2 separate regions of the Bombyx mori genome follow, and region 1 is linked to region 2. The links are chromatin contacts, called in public Hi-C maps. All regions are on one chromosome and are shown on one strand. The core of a region is the stretch at or near the end of the contact, and the rest is flanking DNA. Distances in the headings are between cores, read along the strand shown. Region 1 overlaps LOC101740250 (klarsicht protein). Region 2 overlaps LOC101740250 (klarsicht protein).

Evidence for each region. A called contact is a pair of places that touch in the nucleus more often than the background predicts.
Region 1: a Hi-C map of whole pupa shows a contact between it and region 2, with 1.8 times the contacts expected there. The contact joins two enhancer-like sites.

What each region holds. Positions count from the first base shown.
Region 1 is chr7:5,188,286-5,195,775 of ASM3026992v2, forward strand. The region is part of intron 10 of LOC101740250 (klarsicht protein); the gene reads right to left. Among protein-coding and RNA genes, the nearest start is that of LOC119628728, 37 kb to the left of the region's middle. Within about 2 kb of position 2,201, at least 6 of the 8 cell types and tissues checked have open chromatin away from gene starts, as enhancers often do.
Region 2 is chr7:5,024,140-5,030,932 of ASM3026992v2, forward strand. It overlaps LOC101740250 (klarsicht protein), which reads right to left. Exons shown (of 25, transcript XM_062669363.1): 11 at 4,079-4,249; 12 at 2,156-2,338; 13 at 1,410-1,587; 14 at 1-369. Among protein-coding and RNA genes, the nearest start is that of LOC110386098, 18 kb to the left of the region's middle. Within about 2 kb of position 4,147, at least 5 of the 8 cell types and tissues checked have open chromatin away from gene starts, as enhancers often do.

The DNA of each region.
Region 1 (7,490 bases), core at 951-3,450, 160 kb after region 2:
ATTTATATTTTATATAATAATATATAATATAATATATAATAATATTTTTATACTTTATTGTATGACACACATACACACACAAACACACTAACACACATACACTCACACACACACACACACACACACACACGTACGTACTATATTCTTACAGATCGTTCTTCCTGGTTAACTTTCTTTACCTGGTGACCTAGCACTGAACCACTGACTTTTGTAACACAGGTTTTCCTAGCATAAAAGTCAGGGAATATTGTTATTGTATACCTCATAAAAAAGCCATGTATATTATTATACTAGTGTTAAGTATTTTTGTACGTGTTTGTATTTTAAGAGGCTTGAATGAATAAATATTATTATTATTATTATTTATTTATATTTATTTAAAATCTTATTAATTACATAATATTTTTTAAAAAATTTATTAAAAATACAATTTTTAAAAAACACTATATAAAAATAGATTGCCGCTGATGGCGGTGTCTACGACACAAGCCACCAGTGGTTAGGACTCCAGAGTGAGAAACCTCCTCACAATGCGTGCAGTATCAAGGATAACTGCTTTCTGTATTAGGCCCTTAACCCAGCTGGATAACGAAAGTTTCTTAAGATGTTGATCGAAACTTTTCGCCATCAAGCCGTGTACCGACACAACTATTGGAACAATGATGGTTGAATCAACATGCCACATGGCGGTAGTCTCGTGGGCCAGGTCTAAATATTTTATTAATTTGTCCTTTTCTGCCTTCACGAGGTTCTCGTCATGAGGAATGGTGACATCAACCAACACTGCTCGACGTGCAGATCGATCTATTATCACAATATCAGGTTTATTGGTTACAATAAAATTATTATTATTATTATTATTATTATTATTATTATTTCAAAGGCAATACGCCGCCCTACCACGAGTAATTACGTAAATTTATATATTTTGCTTTTTCTTTATACGATGTTCCATCATCGTGAAAGTGGTTCGTGAACATCTCTTAAGTACGTATTTCTACAGAAAACTGGTAAAGCAAACTGCCGGCGGAATTTCAATACTGGCACAGTCGGATCGCTTGATCTAATTGATCTGGGCGTTTTGTATTTTGCGCTACGGCGACTTCAAAATTATGCCTGTCTATATAAAAGAAGTTTGCCGTATGCCGTGTTTACTGCCGGCGAAATTTCAATACCAGCACAGTCGGATCGCTTGATCTAATTGATCTGGGCGTTTTGTATTTTGCGCTACGGCGACTTCAAAATTATGCCTGTCTATATAAAAGAAATTTGACGTATGCCATGTTCGCGGACCCAATAGTCAAAGGAATCCTATTCGGAACGTTTTCCATTTGATGTCAATACCGTTCTCTCAATCACAACATCAATGTTCTGGAAGGCTGTCTCGCTCACTTAACTCTGCAATGTCACGACCGGTAATTGTTTTCGTGACTTATAATGAGAATAAAATATTGACTTTTTGACCTTTGTTTCATAGTATTTTTTTCATTAAATACTAATCACCTTACGGCCGTTTTTATAGTCTTAACTTTCCTATCGATTATGAACATTTATCGAATTGTATTTTAACGTAATTCTACCGACTCTATTATAATAACGCTTTCCCGAAAAATCTCTCTTTTAATAAGAAAGGATTTAAAACGAAAATCGATTCAATCATTATGTTACGTAGTACATAGATGTTATTATCACCGTTGACGGCATTGGCATGTTTGACAGTTGCTATCTCGTCTATCAAAACCCGCAAGCAGGTTCGAGTCAAACTTTACATACAGCTAAAACGGTCGTCTGGTGTAGTGGTAAGGGACATGGTCTACACTACACAAGGGGGTCGTGGGTTCGAATCCCGCCAAGGGAAGATATTTATATGATAAATATAAAATGTATTTTCCAGGGTTATGGATGTATATTGAATATATGTATGTGTATAATAAAAATTTTACATTTATTTCCGTTATCTGGTACCTGTAATACAAGTTCTTTACGAACTTAGCACTGCTAACCAGTCCCCAGTTAACGTGGCGTGATTGTTAGTAAATATTTATTTATTTATTAAAAAAACAAACAGTTAAAACCAGATTTATATTTCGAAAACATTCGTCTATAAATTTTAAGGTTATTTTACGCATAATAAGCGTTATCGGGACGACCACCGCGAGCCGTGATCGTATCGCACGTCCGCGCAGCAAGAAATATTGGCGGCACGCTCACCTACATTCGACTAGCAAGTGCTCAGACGAACGCGCCCCGCGGTGCGATTTGCACCACTAATGTGACCACGCATTATTTACTTTGCGGAACGAATTTTACAGCACGGAACGCTAGATCTTCTGAGAATTTATTCTAACGAAGTCACAATGTAAGCTTCTGTAACAAATTGAATTCGAAACTGTTGGGTGTACATTTTAATTGGCGAATGAGTTTAGACATTAGAAGATGAAGGTGAAAAATGGAGCAAACATCTTTTTTTTTTAGTGCCCTTGTAGGCAGACGAGTACGGCCCACCTGATGGTGAGTGATTACCGTCGCCCATGGACTTCAGCAAAGCCAGGGGCAGAGCCAAGCCTCTGCCTACCGCTTAGTACTCTCCACAAGCCTCGTTGAAGAAGGACATGTCATAGCGCTCGGGAAACACCGTGGGGGGGAGCTCATTCCGTAGCCGAATGGTACATGGCAAAAAAGACCTCTGAAAACGCACTGTGGATGACATCTTATAATATTGCGTCTGTATGCGTTTTCAACTCGTCTTACGAACACATACCAACATTAATTTAATTTAAAGGGACGTTCTAAAGACGTGCAATTTTGCTATGCTGTGCTTCTCACTATATTGTAGTAAAGTTCTACTATTTTGTGGCTAGCATTAACAGTCCAACAACTGATTACTCGCATTAAAATCTACTAGAATGACTTCATAAACCGCATGCAAGTTAAAAGCATTTAATAATTTCATTCATTTGCTTTGCGATTCTAAATTATTTGGAGCCCCAATTAATTTTTTTGATAATTAATCCTTTTTATTGCATATTATACGTGACTCGAATGTGTTACAAGTCGTGTGACGGTACGATTAACATTCAATTTATTTGATACCAAACGTAATCCGCAGTTTCTTTTGCGTTACATTTGTAATTAAAACACGATCAAATATGTTTTATTTTCACGGGACAAAGAATTGCTTGTGTCACTCTCTGGTTTACATATACGAGTAGATACATTGGTATGTAAAATACGGATCAAAAGACGAACTGTCGTATTATTGTCAAACTAGAGGTCCCGCAGTAGTCGAAATTCGACTATAATTAATTGGAATTGTAAGTTTGTACACTATTATGATTGTATTTTCAACGCCAATACTACACTATAGAAAAATATTAATAAAGACAAACAATATTTAATCTATTCTCAATTTGACCACAGACGTCAAGAACAAAAGTTTGACAATAAATAAATAGTATGCATGCGTGTGTGTATAAAATACATGGTAGTGTGTGTAATGTTTTCTTTATTGATTTAATGTATCTTATATGCATTATTTTAAAGTAATATTATCATTGTGCAATTCTTCTCTATATTCTCTTTAAGTGTGGAAAATTTCATACTCCTCCGTCCGCGCAATTTTCGTTAAAAGGGGTACAAAGTTTTTGCTTCACGTATTAATATAAAGATACTGACAAAACTATACAATGTATAAAGACAAGTTATTTAATTATTTATTTATTATCTTAGACAGAGAAAGAGTTTACACAAGTTTTAGACTATTTTTGTGCGACATTTTATCCAAATCCGTTCAGCCGTTTTGCGTGATGGAGTAACAAACATACACACTTTTGTACATTTTTCCCCCTACCTATGCTGATAGCCTTGAGAGGTTATTTCAGCTTCACCCTAAGGTGTAGGTGAACTGACGGGGCTCAAACCGGTAGTTTTGCTTACACTGTTCCTAGCAAGAGCAGTGCTTTGCAGAATCTACCACCGGATCGGAAACGCGACCCACTGAGAAGATCCGGCGAGAAACTCAGTGGACTGTGTCTATGGGTTAATTTACTCGTGTGACCGATGCTTGAAGTACCTAGAAGCTACGTCAGTGGATCGGGAACCTTTGTACATATTTAGAACATTAGTAGGTATACAGTATAGACAATACAAGTGAAAAGCATCAGATCAAAGCTTGTTGCAATAAATTATTAAGATTTCTCTTTTTTTTACTTATTTATTTTTACGCATACATTTCAAATATTATTATTGTTTATAATATGAAGTTCACTCAGCTAAAACTAAAGACACAAGTATTTTGAACCCGGAATCAAGTGCCTACTACGACTTCCTTAACGTTCGCTTGCCGTAATATCTACTAAACGGAAAACAATATACATTAACAAATTAAAAAATAATTTGACACCGGATATTTTTTAACCGTAATCAATCGTTAAATTTAACTGACGTAACATTTACGAATTCACTTTCTACAAATAAATTCGATGTAAAATCGTTACAGCAAAAAGATATTGCATGCGATATCCGAGCGCGTTCGGAATCTTCAACTGCGCCTCGTTAACATGCACAAAATGCTGATAAAACTGCAGTCCGCGCCTGCGGGAGCGAAAGCTACCGACGCCGGCCTTTCCGAAAGATAGCTTCATTAATCACTTACAACACATGGACGTTATAATTCAAGGTAATTTAACAGAGCTATATTTCTAGTTACTGGCGGTAGGACCTCTTGTGAGTCCGCGCGGGTAGGTACCACCACCCCGCCTCTTTCTGCCGTGAAGCAGTAATGAGTTTCGGTTTGAAAGGTGGGCAGCCGTTGTAACTATACTGAGACCTTAGAACTTATATCGCAAGGTGGGTGGCGCATTTACGTTTTAGATGTCTATGGGCTCCAATAACCACTCAACACCAGGTGGGCTGTGAGCTGGTCCACCCGTATAAGCAATAAAAAAAAAACAACAATTTTTGGAGCTAGATTGTTTTTAGTTCCATTGTGATTTGAAATTCGATGACACGGAAATTAATCTTGAAAAACGATAAAATACGTCTGCAGCTAATAAAAGCGTATTAAAAAAGGACAAACGTATAGATGTTTTTTAAGCTGCTAAAAATTTTGATGGAATACTTCTGAGGATTTCGCTTCTAGCGCGGGCGATTTTGCACACGTCTTTTTCTAAATTATGTTTCATCAAGTGCTTTTTGCGTTTTGTTTTAACAATAACGCGTGTGATAACTTATTTCATTGTAAAGTTTTTGTCTTAAAATTTGAGACTGTTTATATGTAAGTATTATTTTATATTAAATTAGCAATTACCCGTGGCTTCAGCCGCGTCCTCAAGAAAAAGTGTCAATGTAGTTTCCCGAGGCGACAAAATGATAGGAAGGTAGCCTTTGTCACGTTTGATTCGATACCTTTATCTTTAAATTTCAAAACCATAAGTTTCATTATCATAAAACGATTTTCACCAGGAATATATTAAAATGACTGTTCCATTCGAATACATGTTACGTCCATCGCATCAGTTCCCGGGTGGTTTCCGTTCATATTACAATATCTCCGATGAGAAATTGTATCTATATACCGCTTTTAATCTGGTTTATGTTTTAATGTAAGCGGCACGATTCCGTGACTCGGATATTTCGTTTAGCGATGCTGTTAATTCGAATAGATTAGTAGTAATGGAAAACTGTGCGATTTTAATGAACGCTGTACCTAAAACAACCGAGTTAACTTGCCCGTTGCGTTGTCTCCGTCAACAATTGCTCATTTATTTATATATATGCTTATGAGGGTGGACGAGCTCAGGGCCCACCTGTTGTTAAGTGGTTACCGGGGCCCATAGACATCTACAACGTAAATACCGCCACCAACCTTGAGTTCTATGGTCTCAGTCTTTATAGTACGACTGGCCCGCCCTTCAAACCGAAACGCATTATTGCTTCACGGCAGAAATAGGTGAGGTGGTGGTACTTACCCGTGTGGACTCAAGAGGTCCTTTTTTTTTTTTTTTTTTTTTCGGGTAGAGGGCCGAACCTCCTACGAGGTCCCCGCGCAAAAGGGGCGCGCGGGGTATGTGAGACTCTACGATCTGCATGGTGTTGTGAGCAGACCGCGGGCCCAAGGATTTTAGGGCCCACCCACTAAACGACTCCCCTGCACTCTTACACCCGACGTCCGATCCCCTCCGAGATCAGAACCCGGATGAGGTAGGGGGGTTACCGCGGTCAACACTACAACCAGACGGCGCGGCTCACCCCAAGGACGCCCAGCCGACGGAGCCTTCGAGGCGAATCAAAGGCTCTGAAACGTCGGCCGTCTCGGTACGGCAGCCCGTCGGGCCACCCAGACGGTGCCGCTGGTGTCCCGGAATACCCCGCTGGACCAGAACCAGCCTGCCGGGTCGGGACGCGATACACCGTCGACCGGTCGCTCTATTTACTCCATGGCAGCGCGCTAGAGTGCTGGTAGCGCGCCGCGCGGCCTCACCCCCTCAGGTCGCCCCTTGACCTTCATCGGGGGGAGTTCGCCTCTTACAGGGGCCGAAGTCGGGCAAAAGCCCTTCTGCGGCCCCCGGCTCGGCGGCGACGGATAGGTGCGGAGAGGGATGAGCTTTCCCTCTCTTGTTCCGCCGCCTCTTTCTGCGAGATGGTGCACTCGCAGAAGTCGAGCATCGCCTTCCAGGACTCATCGCTGCCGAGCATCGTAGCCACGACAGTCGGCAGCGACAAGTCCGGTCCTATTTGCGAGACAAGGACACGGCGTTGCTCCACCCATGCGGGGCAATGTGCGAGCGTATGCTCGACCGTGTCCTCGTCGCAGTCACAGTGGTGACACTCCATCGTCGGTTCCCTCCGGGTAACGCGATGCAGGTACCGGCCGAAACACCCATGGCCGGTAAGCATTTGCGTCAACCGGAAGGTGAGACGCCCTTGGTCACGGTTCGCCCATTTCGCGAGGACCGGGCGCACCGCCTCGACGGTCCGGAGACCGGCCGACGGGTTCGCCAAGCGGCGAGACCACGCCTCCAATACAGACCGCCGAGATTGGAGCCTCCGCGCTCTAATTGCTCCTTCTCCGGGACGTGGTTCCCCCCTGTCAAGAGGTCCTACCACCAGGGTTGTCCCAATCGGTGCAACCCATATTGACGTTTCCTACTGACAGTGATATTATGGGTTTTTTATATTGCACTAGATGGGACGTAAGAGCCCGCGTTAAGTTGCTTCATGCCGTAAATTGGTAAGATGACGGTTCCGTGCGGGTTTGTACGCCCTTTACAAATTATAGCCTCATAGACAAAACTCACTGAGTTTCTCGTCGAATCTTCTTAATGGGTCGCGATTCCGATTCATTGGTAGATACTGCAAAGCGCTGCTTTCGCTAGGGCTAGTTTTAAAAAATTAGCCTAGGTTGAGCCCATGAGCTCCTTAGTCTACCGGCGAATAGGTAGGAAAAAATTTGCCCTAAGCCTAAAGGCAATGTGTGACTAACATAGACT
Region 2 (6,793 bases), core at 2,897-5,396:
AATCAGGCGTCGATGATTCTAGTTTCAGTTTCGGGGATGCCGGTGTGTCTTTCTGATTGTCAACTGGTAGCTCACATTGTATTTCCACAGATGACGTCATCAGATCAGTTGAGTCTTCGTTGGCTATTTTAGCACCGCCAACGTACGTCCACTCTTCTTCGGAAGATTCCTCTTGGCTTTTTTCGTCCGTTTCAATAACTTGTCTGTCTGAATCCGTATCGTGGTGTTTGAAGTAGAAGATTGCTAGATGTTTGGATTTTCGATCGGTCTGATTGAATTTCGACGTGTCTATTGGTTTCTTACGTTTAATCACTGTCGGTGGCGTTTTGAGTTTCTCCTCTATAATAACTGAGCTGTTTATATCGAGGCCTGCAATATAATGAATTGTTTTACTGTTTGCACTGATGTTTGTTTGTCGAGAGATATGTTAAACAATGAGAACGACAATTGTTTTACGTCACAAAACAACTTGGCGGGGAGAGTTGTGTTTTCTTTTGTTAGAAAACGGAAATTGTTTCAATTATTCACAGGTGACTGATTATTCAAGTTTCGATTTGTTTCGCGAGTGAAACTCTGTAGTCCGCTTTTTCATGAATGCTTGAAATCATTATTAATCTTTAGTATACCTTAAGCGAAGTATAGAAGTATACCGTCATCTTGTGCATGTGATCGTTTTTATTTGGTAAAGTATACGGAAATTGTTATGACAGTGATCTTTAATTAGTGAATGGCAGCAAAACCAAACAGGTAAATGGAGGTTACTCAATCAGCTAAGTCGCTGCCTATTGCTCACAAGACGTTTCAAATATCAACGAACTCTCGTATACCGTTAGAGAAAATACAAGAGTCGAATGGTTCGTGGTAAAAATTGTGTAAAATGCACTGCCTATGAATGCAACAATTACAGGTAATGAAGATCAACTCTGCTTCGATGGTGGGTGGAGCAATGGTAACAGCAAGATAGCGGGATAATCTCAAACTATTTATGAAACCACTTTCCATAGTACAAGATCCAAAGAGCAAGGCTCTCCGTAGACTTAAAGTTCAGATCTTTTTATAGTCGGGTTAAATAATTACACGAGGTCAAGCCATTTTTGAATCTGCCAAAACTAATTGAGAACCAATGTCTTGGATTGAGCTACGTTTTAATAATTGATTAATTACTGGTGGTAGGACCTCTTGTAAGTCCGGGCGGGTGGGTACCATCGCCTTGCCTATTTCTGCCGTGAAGCAGTAATGCGTTTCGGTTTGAAGGGTGGGGCAGCTATTGTAACTATACTGAGACCTTAGAACTTATATCTCAAGGTGGGTGGCGCATTTACGTTATAGATATCTATGGGCTCCACTTAACATCAGCTGGGCTGTGAGCTCGTCCAACCATATAAGCAATAAATAAAAAATTGACTTACCGTCAAGTTGGTCAACAGTGACAGGTACAGTCTGGTCAGTGGTTCTTACGTCCATGTCCTCAAACGAGCCGGGTACTCTCCTCTCGTCTGCCATGTTGCTTTGTTCCCTCATCAGTTCCGATTCGCAGTCAGATCCGAATCCCCTCCACGTATACGTCAGTACATATTCTTGTTCCTCCTGAAAAAAATATACACATGCGTATTGTACATTTAATGCAAAAGAGAAATGGATTTTTCGCAATTTATATGTATTGCATAAATGTATTAGCCATTCATCAAGTATTTGACGAAGCCGACAGACATCAGAACATGAATATTGCCCCTCATTTCGAGTCATGAAGTTGGAGGTTCCCAAACTGTATAGTACATATATCGGCTGTCCCGCCCTTCAAACTGAAATGCATTATGGCTTCGCGACAGAAATATGCCTATTGATGATCTACAGTACCTGCTACCTAGGTACCAGGTACTATAGATCATGGTAGTAACATAGAAATAAACAGATAATAATATAATACTTTAACTAAAAGGAAAAATGCCCAGTTTTTATTTTCCCTGTTCGATATGACAAACACATTTTCGGGAAACATGTAGCCAATGGTTTTACGCACAGGTAAGTCTGTTACTTAGCAACTACCCACTTATGCGAGGGTCCTTGAAATCTGTTATTGCCATGACAACAAACGAAGTCACGAACCGATTTCATGACAATATTTTGCAAATACATGCTGATGCATCTCTTTTACCTCTGATGCTGACTGTCGACTGTCAGTAGAGTTTTCTCTGCAGCGAGCATTAACCGGAGTGCGTTGTCTACGTGGACTTCTCGGTATTCTTGGACTCCGCGGAGAGCCTTTTCTGCTGAGTCTCGGTTGTTTTAGAGCCGGTTCGTCATCACTGTCACTTACAGCTTCAATTGATGTTCCACCCTGTAAAGACGCATTTTTATTAGTAAACAGGTACAATAAACAATATATTCACAATCATATTATTCTGAGAAGTTTTCGTAACGTAATTTTATCATAATTATGACGTTTTTCATATATACTACTGCGTTATTTTTTACTATAATGAACGCCAGCGAGATTATAACAGGCTATTAGAAGTGATATCTTCGAAGGTAGTTAAAAAACTGCTCACATTTGTTGAAAAATTATTTAAGGTTTAAAGTAGTCACAGTAACTAGATATTTCTAATCTCCACCATTAAGCATAACTATTTAATTCACAAAGTTATTTTATTAACGAATCAAACAAAAAAAAACATTTTAAATTTACGGCACAATAAATGTCAGTTAAAACATCCCGGAGGACGTTATTTATATAAATTTTTAATAGTAAAATAGAAAATAGGATCTCCATAACTATCCAAATGTAAACTTTACTATTGTAGTGAATGTGGCCTGTAAGCTATAAATCATAATAAATTTAATTCATACAAGTGCGGCCACGTGACCTAACCCTTCGCTTGCCGAGTCTTGGAGTGTGTGGATAAACGCGACGTCAATTTATAGTACACAGTTGTTAGTACTTGTGGGAATTGTGGAATATGCCGGTTTCGTGTCGAGAAAAAAGCATGATACGAAAATCAATTCGATACAATATTGTTATGTTGTGTAACATTTACAGGGTAGATCTCAAAACCGGTGAAGGAATGAGGAAAAGCTTTTCTACGGCATTCCGATTCGGACTTGGGGAAATAGAAAGTGATGCATTTTGAAAACAAAGATCGCGATGTCGGGATTTGATCAACGTTTAACTTACACGCAAAAGATAAAATAAACCCTTTAGACGTGCACCTTTATTATAAGCTGTTGTTTCTTTTAATCATAGTCTCTATTTACAATAAATAGCACATGGTTATTTATTGATCTTCAATACGTTAACGTACAACAATGGGGCTAGATTCAATAAGCAATTCCTTTAACACGTTGCGCGGTTTACGACTAGGGGACCTAATGTTATAATTCTGCACGGCACTTGGGGTCCTGGGTCATGTTTGCAAACAACCGCGGGTGGCTGATTAATCTATTGTGTGTATTTCGACGGAAATTGAGCAAAGCGATAAAATTTGTGAAGGGTTATGCGGTTAGAGAGAGTCAGCTCCTTCCAGCTCATTTGCTATTGTTTTTCATTGGGTATTGGTTGTAGGGCGCAAAGTGAATGGGCAAGAGTAGGTGCCGACATTTTTCTTATTGCAGACGCGAAAAAGATCTGTGTTTCGTTTTGAGGGGTGGCTCTGAGGTTATACGGTATAATGCGGATACTTTGACTTAATTATGGCCTTATTCCTTTGAATCGTTGGAAAACTAGTACATTATTATTATTATTATTTTTTATTGCTTAGATGTGTGGTTGAGCTCACAGCCCACCCGGTGTTAAGTGGTTACTGGAGCCCATACACATCTACAACGTAAATGCGCCACCCACTTTGAGATATAAGTTCTAAAGTCTCAAGTATAGGTACAACGGCTGCCCCACCCTTCAAACCGAAAGGCGTCACTGCTTCACGGCAGAAATAGGCAGGGTGATGGTACCCACCCGCGCGGACTCACAAGAGGTCCTACCACCAGTAAGCAGGTCTGAGGTTATACAGTATAATGCGGAGACTGACTTAATCATGGTCGTATTCCTTTGAATCGTTGGAAAACTAGTACAGTAATGTATTACCTGAGTGTTAATCTTGGTCAAACAGGCCTCTAGGTGACACTGCCACTCGATGGCTCGGAGGTACAGGAGATGCCAGCGTCGTTCTAGGGCGCGGGCTGCGTCACCGCCGCGGCACAACCGCACCACTGAGCTGACTATACGTCCATGACATTCCACGTCGCGTTGTAATACCTGTGAACGAATAATATAGATTTAATGAACGTAAGTGTATTTCATCACGTATGTAACATTTCGGCTTATCATATTTTGAATTCAGATTCTTTAAACGCAAAAATACTAAGGTATGCAATTGTACAATATGTCTGGATTGCGAATAGACTTAGTATAGTATAAAGTAACGTCAATGAGGGAACATTTTTTAATGCATAAAAAATGTTCTTAAGTCGAAGATCTTAGTTCTGTGGTTACTACATTATTAGAAAACGGGACTCCCTATTCTATTGTTCGATCAGAAAATAAATTGAACAACGAAAGCACTACTGGCAATGTGTTGATTCCGCTATTTACATGACGATAAGATCGCACGAAGAATCCAATGAAAAAATCTGTTTAAAATATTGAAAGTCATCAAGAACGCGGATCTTGTAACAACAACCAACAAACAAGATCGATTGAGCACGATAGGAAACGCGTTGTGTAACAATGAACGTTAACTAAAGGAAATGCCGACCCTATGGCACGTTGTCACAAAAAAAAATCGATTTTACACAATCGATTGTGGAGGCCAATAGAAGATCTAACCATTATATCCAACAATCGCCGTCGACACAAATTGTCAAATCAGTTGAAAAAAAAGAAAATTTCGAACTTCGAAAATCGAACACAAAGGGCGGACGTGTTTAGTTACTGCAAACGTTTTTATATTATTTTTTTTGCTATTGAAGGTTAGAGGCGTGCAGCTCACCGCTTTAGGCAATAATGCCGGAGTCAGAGCCAAGTCTCTCAGTGGCTTACGGTGACTTGTAGACGTCACAATATGATCCCCGTCACCCACCCGCCCTAAGAAAAGACGAAATGTCAAATATATCGGCTTCAAACTGGAGACATTTCTTTCTGCTAAACATTGCTCTTGCTAAGGCTAGTGTTAACAAATTCTCTCAGATTGAACTAGTTAGCTTACCTACCCGTCCGGGCGTTGGAATAGCCCGCTAGGCTACCAGTGAATAGTTAGGGGGTTTTGTTTTTTTTGTAATTTAAATTTCTAAATTTCTCTTCTCTGTTCACTTTCTACTTATATGTGATTTTGATTGTGGAAACATATTTGGTTATTGTATTAGCTATATTTTTTTAAATATTATATGTTTGTATTGTACTGTTTGTTTCCCAAATAAATAAATAAAAAAGCACGAGATTTGCGTCTCAATTGTATAGTATAACGACGATCCCAATCCTTCAAACTGGCATGTATGACGGCTTCAAATCAAACCGGTAGATCCCACCTTACAATACCGCCTGCCACCTTACAAACATACAATACAGTCTGCTTTAGTAAAGCCTTAGTAATTACGCAAAGTACATATTTGTGGCTTTGATTATTCTTCTTATTATACGATGCTATTCCTTTACCGTGAAAGTAATTTAGACTTTAGAGAACTATTTTAAATAAAATCGAATTCAACAAAATGAAATACACGAGAAGTACCAGCTTTTAAATAAATAATAAAAAACGGTTCATCTTGAAAAAAGTCTGAAAGAAAGACTGAATTATAAAAATACACATAAAAATGCTCGAATTGAATCCTTTGTCCTTCTTTTGAATTAGGTTAAAAATCTGTTACGGGATTTGATCACAGACATATTCGCAACACATGATATCAGTACACCGGGTACCATATCGGCGATGACGACTTTAAATGATATACAGTCATGTATCCAGAGACCAATGGTGAAAATAAATAAAAAAGTATTGTTATATCAATCAATTAATAAAATAAAAAAAATTTTTTTATTCAACATAAATGAAAGTACATACTTGTTGAACGTTAAAAAGAACTACCGCCAATTCACAAAAACTAGTCTCCGTCCTGAGAAGAACTGGCAAGAAACTCAGCGGGCACGCCTTTTTTTATATTAGATTTTTTTTATAATTATTCATTTTTACAAGAGGTTTACTAAAGATAATCCCTGTGGACGGACGCGAACGACTAGACGGATATGCATTTACTGCTGTTACCATGATTTTTTTAATAATAAACCTAATTCCGGTTCTAATTTTTATAGAGTACATAGTATAGTCCATAAAATTCTTAAAAAAATTCAGAAGAGTTTAAAAGTTCGAAAATATTTATTAACATTTGGAAGTAATACAAATAGCAGATGTTCTATAGATTGGCGAGCCGAACTTGGATATCGAAGCTTGTATGTATATGTACATATTTATAAACTTATCTTGAAACTGTCGTTAGCGGGATTCAGGAATCTGTCAAATATTTTGTGTTCTATTATCATAGAAACTAAGCTATCGCTAACCGCTACAAACGTGCAAATACTGAAAGGTGAGCTCTTCATTCACCACATACCCACATCATTGCCCCATATTCTTTCTATAGCGCATGAGACTAACTACGAGCGTACAATAATCGTGGAATTAAAAAAAAAAAAGTTCTCTCTTTATATACCTTCGTTCTACTATAGTATAAAATCCCACTCTATAATTACAACACATCATTACGGATCCTCCCGATCCAATAACGGTGCTTTTAGGTACCTCAAGCA